Regions from separate parts of the Mus musculus genome. Here region 2 is linked to region 1. Evidence: chromatin contacts called from public promoter capture Hi-C data. All regions are on one chromosome and are shown on one strand. The core of a region is the stretch at or near the end of the contact, and the rest is flanking DNA. Distances in the headings are between cores, read along the strand shown.

Region 1 (5,759 bases), core at 1,205-3,704:
CCTCTACCACCGGCTTAGTCACCTCCGCCTGGCTAACTGCATTAAGCCTAGGAGCTCAGCACAAAGCTGCCTTGTTCTAACAACTGTATTTCTCCTCATTCTCCCTGAGGCTAGCTGTGACCACACCCAAGTGTAGGAGAAAACAGGAGAAAATCATCAATGCACACTCATCCTCATCCCCGATGCAGAATGCCGAGAGCACTTGTTAACTAAAGTCCTCATTTAACTTCTCAGCCCTTTCATAGGTAAAAGGATCCTTCTAGGAATACAGAGCCGACTCTCTACAGACATCTCCACACAAGACAGCCAGAAGTGTTTAGAGAAAGGGTCCATGGTCAAAGAAGTGGAGAGCTGTTTTAAAACTCTTTGCTTTGGCCATTATCAGATACATGTTACAGAATAGCTGTGAAAATAAAGCCGACCCCAGCTGCTTCCTCCAGATAGTCTTCCCAACTCCTCTTTTTCAGTAATAAGACTCTGGGTTTCAAGCTCACATGACCACTGGATCTCCCAGACTGTCTCCAGCACACACATTCAGATTGCTGGGTTAGTATAAATCTTAGAATTGCTTCATTGAAGTAGGTGGCATTATGATCTCCATTTGCAGTTGAACATGGTAAGACCAATAGCTTGTCCCTGCTCACACACCCAGTGACACAGGCACACTGCAGAAGGAAGGCATCCGATTCCTAAGCACTGACCTCTGGTTCTGAAGCAGAGCCACCCATTTAGCTAAGGACACGTGCATGCACACATATGTTTTTACTTATATATTCAAGGATGCATGTTCTGATGCATGTGTGTTGTGTGTACACGCCATAGGTCAACTCTGGATGCTGTCCCTCAACAGTTGCTCACTTTAATTTTGGATACAGGACCTGTCATTGGTCTGGATTATGCTGTGTGGGCTGGCCAGTGAGCTTCACGATCTGACCTTCTCTGCCTCTCAGGGACTGGGATGTCAAGAGTATGCCACCATGCCCACATGGGTACTGGGGATGGAACTTAGGTCTTCATGTTTCCCCCAGCCAGTACTTTTACTCAGTACTTAACTGAGCAGTCTCCCTAGCCTGAGCTTCCATTTTTAAACAACTGGTAGAAAAACAGAAATAAGGATACTTCATAGCACGTGAAAACCACATGAAATTGAAATGTCAGTGTCCATAAAATGTTGGATTTTATCAAAAAACTGTGAGAACGTTTTTCCTTATTACAAACGTACCCATGTAACATTTTAAATTCTGCTTTTTAGTTCACTGAACCTTAAGTATTTACTGTCATGCTCATTACACCAAGTTTGTAGAGCTTAGTTTAGTTTATTGTAAAAATAATGACTACTTGTTGCGGGATATATGTGTGACAGCCCCTGGGGGCAGATTATTTTTGCTCATTTGTTTCCATAGCCCCAGTTGGGAATCAAAGCAGAAAAGGGCTTTCCCGCCCTTTGCAGGTAGGTGCCTCTGCACAGCAGTGGCCTAGCAAACTCACTATAGGGTCTGACCAGATGACTCTGCTCAGATCACCACCGGATATAGAATGAACTTTCCAGATACTGCTGCACCGGAACCTGTGTGCTCTCTGAGCAGCGATGCTCCGGAGCGGACCGTACGCCTAGACCTAGAGGGCTTCCGCAAGGGGTTTAGCCCGCCCCTCCTTCAGTAGTGGGACATCAGCAGTGGCGGGATTGTAGGGCCATCCTCCTTGCTTCTCTCCCGCCCAGGGCCGCACCGCCCTTTTCCTGTCGGCGCCACGCCCGGCGCGGTTGCATCAGAGCCGGAGGCGGGCGGTGCACGTGGAGCGGGGCGTGCGGTCCGTGAGGCGCGCGCCGGCTGGGGGGGATGCCCTCATCTACCGGGTCCCATACTCCGGACGTTCCCCTTCGCCCCCACGCCCTCTCTGCCAATCGCAAGGCGTCTCTAGCAAGTCGGAACCAAGCATTCTCTGTTTCCCGCCCTACGAACGGTCCCTCGGGTCTCCCAGCGGCCGAGAGTGCCATTGGGTCCTTGGGTCCCTGGCTAGGGACCTGCCTGTAGACAAACAGGACACTCACCTGACGATGGAGTCCATCCCGGGGGCTTCCGGATTGCCTGGGCCATGGCTGCTGAAGGTTTGGCCATCCTGCAGCCGCCGCCCGCGTAACCCCTCGGGGTCACCACCTCCGCTGCTGCTGCTTCTGCTGCCTGAGCGACACAGCTCACGGAGGCGACACGCCGGGCCCGAGGGCAGCTGCTGGCGGCCGAGCTGGCGAAGCAGGAGAGGGAGGCGGACGCTCATGCTGCTGCAGAGTGCGGGGTGACTGGTTATCCCCAGGCGCCGAGATGCGGCTGCAAGTTCTTCCCCGGGCTGGCGTGGGAGGCACCAGAGAGCCAAGCGGCACAGTAAAGGGCCAGCAGCAGGAAAGACTAGACTCTTCCTCGTGGGAGGAACTGAGGCCCCTAGGGGGCACTGTACCAAGTGGCCGTGACGTTAACAGGGCGGGGGCCAGCGGACGTGAAGCTTTTGGTTGGAGTTGCCAGAAAGTCAAGGCATAGGAGGTGGGGCATCAGCGTGGTGCTGAGCCCTTGCCCTGAGATTGTATGGCCAGCCCTTCTGCCTCAAAACCTGATGCCACCCTTGGTCTTCATAATGCAGCTCACTTTCCTCAGGAGGTAGTGGTCCTAAGTCCAGTTTAGACCTTCAGAAGGAAGTGTTTATTACGTGGGAGGTGGCCTAGGGCTAAATGTCGTTCTTAGAGTTTGCAATGCAAATGCTGGTTTTGTAGCCTTAAGCAGATTAACGTCAATGGTTTTAGGACTGAGTCTTCCAAGTTTATAATTTCCAAGGCTAGTGGGAATAACATAGTAACTTTGTAGACCACAAATGAGGTAGGGTAGAATTTGTGCAAGGCAGAGACCGTTTTTTGAGTGCTCACGCTGTCTTGTGTGCTGGAAAGATATATTTATTAACCCCAACAGATGTAAGAAATGGAACGCCATTCGTCTGATTTCTAACCAGGAGAACCTGCGATCAAGAGAAGTCATTTGGTTTGCTGGCAGAGCTGTGAGCTTGCCCAATTCCACGTGCCCTCCTCCTCTTCCTCTTTTTAAGTTTTACTTGTGTCCTTGAGCTTGCAGCAAGTAAAGGATAGGACAACCTGAAGAAACCAGTTCTCTGATTCTATCTTGGGGTCAGCAGCGGCGTGCTGAGGTGCTGGGCAGAAGGATTGTTCTAGGGATAGAACTCAACTTCATAGGTTTGGCAGCAAGTGACTATACCTGTTGAGCCACCTCACTGACACACGGGGGCCATGTTTTTGAAATGCATGGACAAGCAGGTTCCAAAGAGGGTAAAAAGTTTAAGAAAAAAAAAAATACACACATCTAGTTGGAACTTGGAGCCACAGAAACTTACTCCCTATGAAAAGTGCCTACGATGAGGTTGAGTCAGACAGTGTTTACAGGATATCCTCTGCCTTCCTCACTGCTGTAGGTTGGATATGTGTCCCAAAGGTCCATATATTAAAAACCTGGTCACCCTCTTGGTTACTGGGAGATGGAGGCATATTTTAAGAGTTGAAGCTTATACATGGAGGAATTTAAGCCCTTAGAGATGAGCCCATGGAAGGGATATTGGAATCTATCTTCTGGCCATGTCCATTCATTTATTAGGGCAGGTTTGATAGATGTCCCTTTTAGATTGGGGATCCCTAAACACAACATTTCTCATCTGTGGAATAAACTCAATACTGTGCGACATCTCCCAGGACTGTGGTGCGTCTAGAGGAACAAGAGCTGTGGGAAATGTGAAGCTCACTCTGCCTGCAGGGATAGATAATAAGGCTCTTACCTCTAGCCTGGGAAAGCAAGGCAGGCTGACTTACGAGCTTGTAAACTCCCTTCATGCTTCTTAGCAGTGAGTTCAGGGCTAGTATCAAGCAGGTAGAGAGATAGACCACAGACAGCTGGGTGGACGATGTCACTGTGCTTGTGTGTAGACATACCATGCTGGCTACAATCAGGACGGGGAGGGGTGTGCATACGAGAAGAGTGGAGAAGACAGTTGCCCAATGGCCACTGAGGAATCCCAGTCGTCTCAGAGAAAGATTGCATATAGGGAGGGTGCTTTGGAGGAGCGCACGAGGGGTCCGAGGAAATGACGTCAGTTTTGGACAGTTCAGGTGGAGAAATATGTAAAGCCTCCTGTCCCTCAAGAAGGGAGTCTGGGCCAAAGAGGGGACTTTAGGAAGCAGAATATGAATAGTAGTTTAACCCTCCTGCGACTCGCTAGCAGTCAGGGAGACTCTTGGATCTCCTACATTAGCAGCCTATGGATGGCTGAGGAGTTCAGGCAGAGCAGAGCTGTCAGTGGGTGGGCTTGGATGCAAAGTTCCCTCAAAGGAGCTGCATGTTCTTCATGCTTTGCAGGATAGGCACTCCTCTTCCCTCGAGAGAGTATCCTTCATTACTTATCTAGAACATCTATGCTCAAGCTGCCAACCAAGGCCCTAAAGGAACTGACTCCTCCGGTGGTCAGAGCAGGTGGCCATCACTAATGATGCTACTTCGCCTTTTGTACCTTCTCCTTACACCTCACCACGTTGCCTCTCCAGAATCCAGGACCAATTGGGCCTGCCCACCCTCTGCTCTTCTCTCCTTCTCCTAGATAAGTTGGAAATTCGGATTTTTATTTTTAAACTCCTTTACACATTGTACAAGTCCAATTCAGCCTGTGGGCCAGCAGCTCATAGCCTCCAACGTAACTCATCTATGGAAGAAGGGATTTGCTTACACCGTTCTTTTTGGGGTTCCTTGAGAGCTCTGTGGACAGCCGCACATTGCTATGCCGACAAGGCATTTGGGTGTCTGCACCAAGCCAAAGTTCTGATAACTCTTAAGGCCCTGTTCTTTTGTGCTATGCTAAATCACATGGCTTTGGAATTAGTGAGTCTGACTGCTTCCTGTCCTTTCCAATTGCGTGCTGTATATGAATAAAGCCACTGTCTGAGAAACAAAGCTTTGTTTCTAGTCTAGAAAGGAGATGTTGCCTGTGGTATGGTCTACATTGTCAAGTAGGCAATAATGTCTTTTTTTTCGAGACAGGGTTTCTCTGTGTAGCCCTGGCTGTCCTGGAACTCATGCTGTAGACCAGGCTGGCCTCGAACTCAGAAATCTGCCTGCATCTGCCTCCCAAGTGCTGAGGTTAAAGGCGTGTGCCGCCACTGCCCGGCAGCAACAATGTCTTTTGACCCCCAGCCTCCTGTTATCCCCCCTCCCCCACCCCCGCCGCCCCCGACCTGACTTCTCTTTCTGAATCTATGTGATAGGTTACTCTGTGCTTCCTTTATATCCCCAGAAGCAACTAAGGGAAAGGCTTTTATCCAAATGGAACTCCCGGGATGGTTTGAGGTACCATCCTGATACACTGATGTTTAGCTGAGAGCACGACAGAACAGACATCTCCAGAAGTCAACAGGCAGGAAAGAGCAAAGACTCGTGAAACACCACCTTCCCATGATAGTGTGACACTATTACTAATGCTGTTACAAATTTTTAAAAAACTTAGATTTATGTTATGTGTATGATTGTTTTGCATGCATGTATGTATGTATACCACATGTGTGCCTGGTGACTATGGAGGTCAGAAGAGGGTGCCAGAACTCCTGGGATTGGAGTTATAGACAGTTGTGAACTGCCATATGGGTGCTAGGATACAAACCCAGGCCCTCCGCAAGAGCAACAACTGCTTGTCACCACTGGGTCATCACTCCAGCGCAGATATGA
Region 2 (5,759 bases), core at 1,859-4,358, about 19 Mb before region 1:
TCTGCTAACACTGACGTCTATCGGGGCTTCTGTGTCTGTTGCTGGTTCCGCTTTATCTGAGAACCATCTGTTCTTGGCCCTGAGCCGGGGCCCAGGTGCTTGATCACCGATATCCTGTTCGGCCCCTGTCCCAGTGCTATTCAGCCTTGATCTTTAACTGTTAATCTATAACTGAACTTCCTTGTAACTTTTGAGAACCCAGCTCGGGTACTTTTTCATGCCTTGCAAAATGGCGTTACTGCAGCTAGCTTGCTAAGCCTTATGGTGGGGTCTTTCAGCAGAAATAACTGTACCTAATGATGTGACATAATTTCTGTCCTATAGTCTGTCTTTTGCAGGACTACAGGAGGCCAGAGGAGCCAGCACATTCCTGTAGCCTCATTTGAAGATCTAAACTTCTTAGAGTCAGACTTACTGTGACAGTTGGCTGTTGTCTTAAAATGTCTGTAGTAAAGGGTACATTTATGTAGGTTTTATTAAGTTACTAAGACACTGTGTATAAGTGCTTTTATACATAAAAATTATGATATTAAATTGTTAAAAATTTCACCATGTCTCTTTACATTTCAGTCTTACTTCATTGTTAACTGGAACAGCTTGTAGTTATTTTAGCCTGGGTACGAATTACTCTTCTCAACAAAACCCCAACAAAAGGAAGGAAAGTAGGGTTTATCTGGGCTGGTTGTTTAGGCATTTGAGGGTACACCCTATGATGATGAGAGGCATATGACAGGAGCATGAGGCAGCTAGTCACATCACATCCACAGGCGGGAGGCAGAGAAGGATGATCGCTAGCACCCAGCCAGTTCTCTCCCTTTTGCTCAGTCCAGGTTGCCAGGGTGTAGAATGGTGTCAACCCACATTTTTCTGTTCCGTCTCAGTTAACCCAATCTAGAAACTACCTCACAGTTGTGCACAGATATCTGCCTCCTACGAGACTCTAATCCTCACCAAGCTGACAGTCAATATTGCCATCATGGCTTCTATGTTACGTTTGCAGTTGCAGAACTCTTACCACTGAGGCTCGCTAGTCTGTCTGGTCTGGGATGAATAGGGTGTCAGTGTCCATCAGTTCTTGACTAATAGTAGCATGTCTCAATCTGTGGGCTAATCCCCTTTAGCAAACTTCTTTGGAAAAAATATTTACATTAAGATTCATACCAGTAGCAAAACTAGTTATGCAATAGCAGTGAAAATAATGTTTTGGTTGGGGGTCACCACAACATAAGGAACTGTATTAAAGGGTCTCAGCATTAGGAAGGTTGAGAACGGCCACTTTACAGTGAAGTCAACTAAAACTCTTGCCTCTTTAGCTGTCAGTGCTACAGTGTTAGTAAGATGTTTAGTTTAAGGTACCAGTCCATCATGGCTAGTAGTTCATGGAGCAAGAGTTCCCATCACCCTCCAGGAAGAAATGGGAAAGCAGGGATCAGGGCAAGCAATGTCAGCTAAAGACACACCCATGACCTACTTCTTCCCAGCGGGCCTCACCTACCTTTCATTTCCATGTAACAATGCTGTCATACTGTAATGGCTCTACTGAGAGCAATCCAGTTGTCTCTGAAGGTGCTATCATCGCAGAGAACACTTAAAAGTGCACTTTACTAATCATCTAGGGTGAAAGAATAATCCAATCAGCTAACAATCAAAACCAGCACCACAGCAAGTGGAACTTGCAAGCCAACTATATCCAATTCTATAAGGAAGGCTCCTTGGCTATAACAAAAGGCAGCCCAAAGTAGAGGGCACTTTCCAGGTATCCTGCTGGGCTGCCTGAAGGAAAGTATCAAAGACCTTAGAATCAGTCGCCATTGTTGTAAAATTGCCTTCTAAACAGGGCAGTAGCCCCTAAAAATAGAGCTTTTTCTGGTTATCGGTTTTTTGTTTTTTGTTTTTTTTTTGTTTTTTTTTTTTTTGTTGTTGTTTTTTAAACCATACCCCGTTGCTCTCCATTTGGGAGAGAATCCAAACTCCTGTCTGCAAGGTGCAGATGAGTTTGGGTCTTCGTTCCCCTCCAACTTTATCTTGTCACTTTCTCCTAGCTATACTCGCCATGCCCTATTCCTATTAACACCTCCACGCCCCAGTGTAGCCAGCCCCAGTGTAGCCAGACCACAACATCCTCTTTTCCTCTCCTCTCAGGGCCATCCCTTCTAAATCTGTCAAAATCAGTCACCATAGGCATGACTTTCTCACCCAGCTTCTTGTTCGTCCTATCCCACACAAAGTACACCTATTTAATATTGCTCAAAAAAATAAATAAATAAAAGTGAGAACTGAAGCAAATCTGTCCTTCAGGGCTTTAAAACGTTCGAGTGCGCTGTGTGTGTGTGTGTGTGTGTGTGTGTGTGTTGTGCGCGCGTTTTCACACTTTAAGAGTAGGGAGGAGAGATAAAGAGGCATCCTTGGCTATCCCTCAAATACTTAAACTTCCCTACTAGGTGTGCACGTCTAAACCCTGTGATGACAGTCTAAGTCATTCTCAAAAGGCCAAGTGGCTCCAGTCAGAGGCCAAGCCACCTAAGGAAACGGCTCACGTGACCTTTAACCCGCTGGCCTCCACCACCGGCCAGAGCGAGCCCACAAGGGCAAGAGCTGGGTCGCGCGGGCGGCTGCGCTCCGGCCGTTATGAGCCTCGCTCCTCGGGCAGCACGGCCCAAGCCATCCCGAGGGCGCACTCCGCCCGGTGCGGCCGTTCAAGCCAGCGAGTGTGCGTCGCCAGCGTCCTGCTAGCCCTGTTGCTCCCGCCACGCCGCCGGGGGCCCTCGATGAGTAAGGCCGGGATCCCCGTCACCCCGGGGTCACGACTAAGGGCCCAGTGGCTGCTAGCTGAGCTCGTCGGTACAGGCGGTTGGGTGCCAGGCACAGTTCTGGTTTACAGGAAAATGAAAGCCCATTTGTGTCATGCTGCTCGCCAACGAGGAGCTGGAAAATAAACCGGGGGCTTCAAATCCACCCCGGGCGGGCGAGCTCAGGGAAGCGCAGCCCGGGTACCCAGCGCCCTCCGGCCACTTCCGCCTCGCCCAGCCCGCGGGCAGGAGGAGGACTTCGCCAGCGGCTTCGGGAAGGCGGAAGGAGCTAGGGGTTGGGGCGGAGAGGGGAGCAGCGAGAACCGGAAGTGAGTGGCTAGCCGGGATCCCCGGAGCTCCTGGGTCCGGCGGCGCTCTAGCCGCCTCGTGCCGCCTCTATGCCCCCGTGCGTCTAGTCTATTTATTGTCGCGGGGGAAGCGGCGGCCGCCCTGTACCCGGAACAACAAAGCGAGAAACCGAGCTCGAGCCTTGGGGGGCTCCTAGCAACGGGCCTGGGCGGGAGTTCCATGGAGACTGGGGAGCGGACCCGTTTTATCTTCATCCTTGTCCTCCAGCTTCTTCTCCGCGTCCGACGCAACCAGCAGCAGCGCTGCCGCCGTGTCCTTTACGACCGCCCCGTCTTCCCACGGTAACCCCGTCGGCGGTCCGGGGATGGGGGTGCGGGGCCCGCGGGGCCTGGAGCTGCCGCGGGGCGTCTCCGCGCCGGTTGGGCTGCGGGGAAGCTGTGCGAGGCGGGGACCCGAGCACGGGAGCGCCGCGGGCCACCGGCTAGTGGAGAGGACGGGCCAAGCGGCTCGGGCATCCCAGTAGGGATAACGGGGTGGGGGTGGGGCGCGCCTGCCTCGCGGTGGAAGGCGGGCAGGGATGGACCGGGTTCTGGAGCCCGCTCCCGGGGGAAAGAGGGACCGTGACACTAAGCGAGGGGTCGGTGGCTTCTCGGAAAACTTGGAGCAGCTGCGCGAAGGCTCCCCTAAATAGCGGCGCCGGCGCCTCTCGCTTCTGGCACTTGCCGGGAGCCCCACTCTATAATAATAGTAGTGGCCGAATTAAGCTTCGGCAAGAAGGATCTGGAACGCGGGAAGATAGAAATGAATTGTGAATAGGGTTGAGCAGGGATGAGAGGTGGGAAGGTGGGGGGCGGTAATCGCTTCATAATCGTCTGGACGGGTCCTAGAAGTATATAAAATGGGAAATGACTGAAATAGAAAACACTCCCTTTGCTGAGCTAGCTGTGCATCTGCAGGCTCTGCCAGGGTGTACATTGCACCGAGTGTCAAGCTGCAGCCAGTCCACATCTGTGAGCTTTACTGCATCTGTCACCTGCAGAGCGAGACTGGCAGTGACTAGTGTGAGCTTGGCATACTTGTGGTTAAGAAGAATGGCTTAGAATTGCGACTTGTGTGTGAAGCCATAACAGATTCCCTTAGGTAATTGAAAAAGGGAAATGTAAATAAGGAGGGCATTCAATCTTCTGGCTAGAATTTGCAGTCTCTTTCCAAGTTTGAGAAAACAGCAGTCCGTTCAAATCAAGAAGTGACTTTTAGCACTGTCTGATTGAAAGAATTATTTAGGGTTTGGATACGCCCCGTGAAATATTCATCAGTTTGTGTTCTAAAGCCTTGCATCACAGACCACTGGTTTTATACTTTGCTAAACCATATTAGGTTGGGTGTGGTGGCACATGCCTGGGATCCCAGCCTCTGGGAGGCTGAGGCAGGAGAACGTGAGTCCAAGGCCTGCTTAGGGGTATAATAGTACGTGTCTCAAAAAACAAAACAAAACTGAACTTCCCATCAGTAAGTGAAGTATGTCTGTGGTCCGGAAAGGTTACGTTCTACGGTGATAACATTTTTATGGTCAGTAGGAGCAAGGCTTTTCATACAGTTGAAGATTAATGATGCAAACAGGATTGATAATCACATAGACAACATGTCAACCACAGGTTCAGTTGCTTCTCCTAAGCAAAAGGATGTCACCGTTACTGCCAGTCCTCTTGTATAGTTTGTGCTCCCAAAACGAGTGCCAGGAGCTGTAATGATCTAGTGCTGTGTTGTTTCGTGAAGAGGAGCCAGGCAGGGTACATTTTAAAAAGTCCTGTGTTTCATTTTAAGCTTCCAACTGGGACTCTGGGGTCCAGTGTTGTTAGCTGAAGTACTTCCAGGTTGACAAGAAGATGAGCGGCTTCCCTTTAAAAGAACTGGAGAGTTGAACATTGGAATCAAATTAGGTTTTAAAACTCTTGAGATGAAAAAGTACTTTAGAAGCCAGGGTGAGACTTTGCTTCTTATTTTTATATGGCTGTTCTGTGGAGGCTGCTTGGTGATCATCCACTGTCGTGGGACTTCTTCACAGTGTGGATCATAAGGAGCTCCCCGCACATCAGCGCTGCCTTTAGTCTTACTTCACCTGGACTGTTTGCTGAGACCGCAGTCTCATGTGGTCCCTGAATACGGGTCAATTCTAGCATCTAACTTTCATTAATCTACTTTCGGCTTTCCATGGTATTAGCCCCAGAACTCCATGTTCTCTTAATTGTATCCTGATCACAAGTGCTTTTTTTATACTTTTTGGTTTTTTGAGGTGTTTTTTTTTCCTGCTTTAGGGAGCTTTCAGCACATGCTCTAGGCTTATATATGTTTTTCATTAATGGTGCTTGGTTGAATTGTCATATGAACCCTTTTTGGTGGAAGAATTGGAGTGGACATGTCAGATGTTCTATATTTCAGGATAACTGCTAAGCTTCAAATTCATTCTGACTCAAAAGATTGTATTGAAATAAAGCTTGTGAAAATACTTGAGCTCTTCATAAATGGTGTGTTTAGAAGCCCTTGTGGTACTACTGTTACTATGGACAGTAACTTTTGGTGATAAAAAGATATTACAGACCCCATTGTGTGTTATAAACAGAACACAATTTTATTTATTTATTTTTTTGTAATTCTTGGTCT

What was found. Promoter capture Hi-C pulls out the DNA fragments that hold promoters and counts their contacts.
Region 2: a contact with region 1 is called in a promoter capture Hi-C map of pre-B cells, with 4 times the contacts expected there. The contact joins the promoter of Tbpl1 here to the promoter of Mthfd1l in region 1. A contact is called at or near these places in 2 of 39 promoter capture datasets (liver and pre-B cells).

The regions. Positions count from the first base shown.
Region 1 is chr10:3,969,770-3,975,528 of GRCm38.p6, reverse strand. Mthfd1l (methylenetetrahydrofolate dehydrogenase (NADP+ dependent) 1-like) reads right to left here and starts at 2,454. Exons shown (of 28, transcript NM_172308.4): 1 at 2,051-2,454. The coding sequence starts at 2,274.
Region 2 is chr10:22,728,796-22,734,554 of GRCm38.p6, reverse strand. Tbpl1 (TATA box binding protein-like 1) reads left to right here and starts at 3,108. Exons shown (of 7, transcript NM_011603.5): 1 at 3,108-3,439. Mir7663 (microRNA 7663) reads left to right here and starts at 5,123; the gene lies at 5,123-5,183.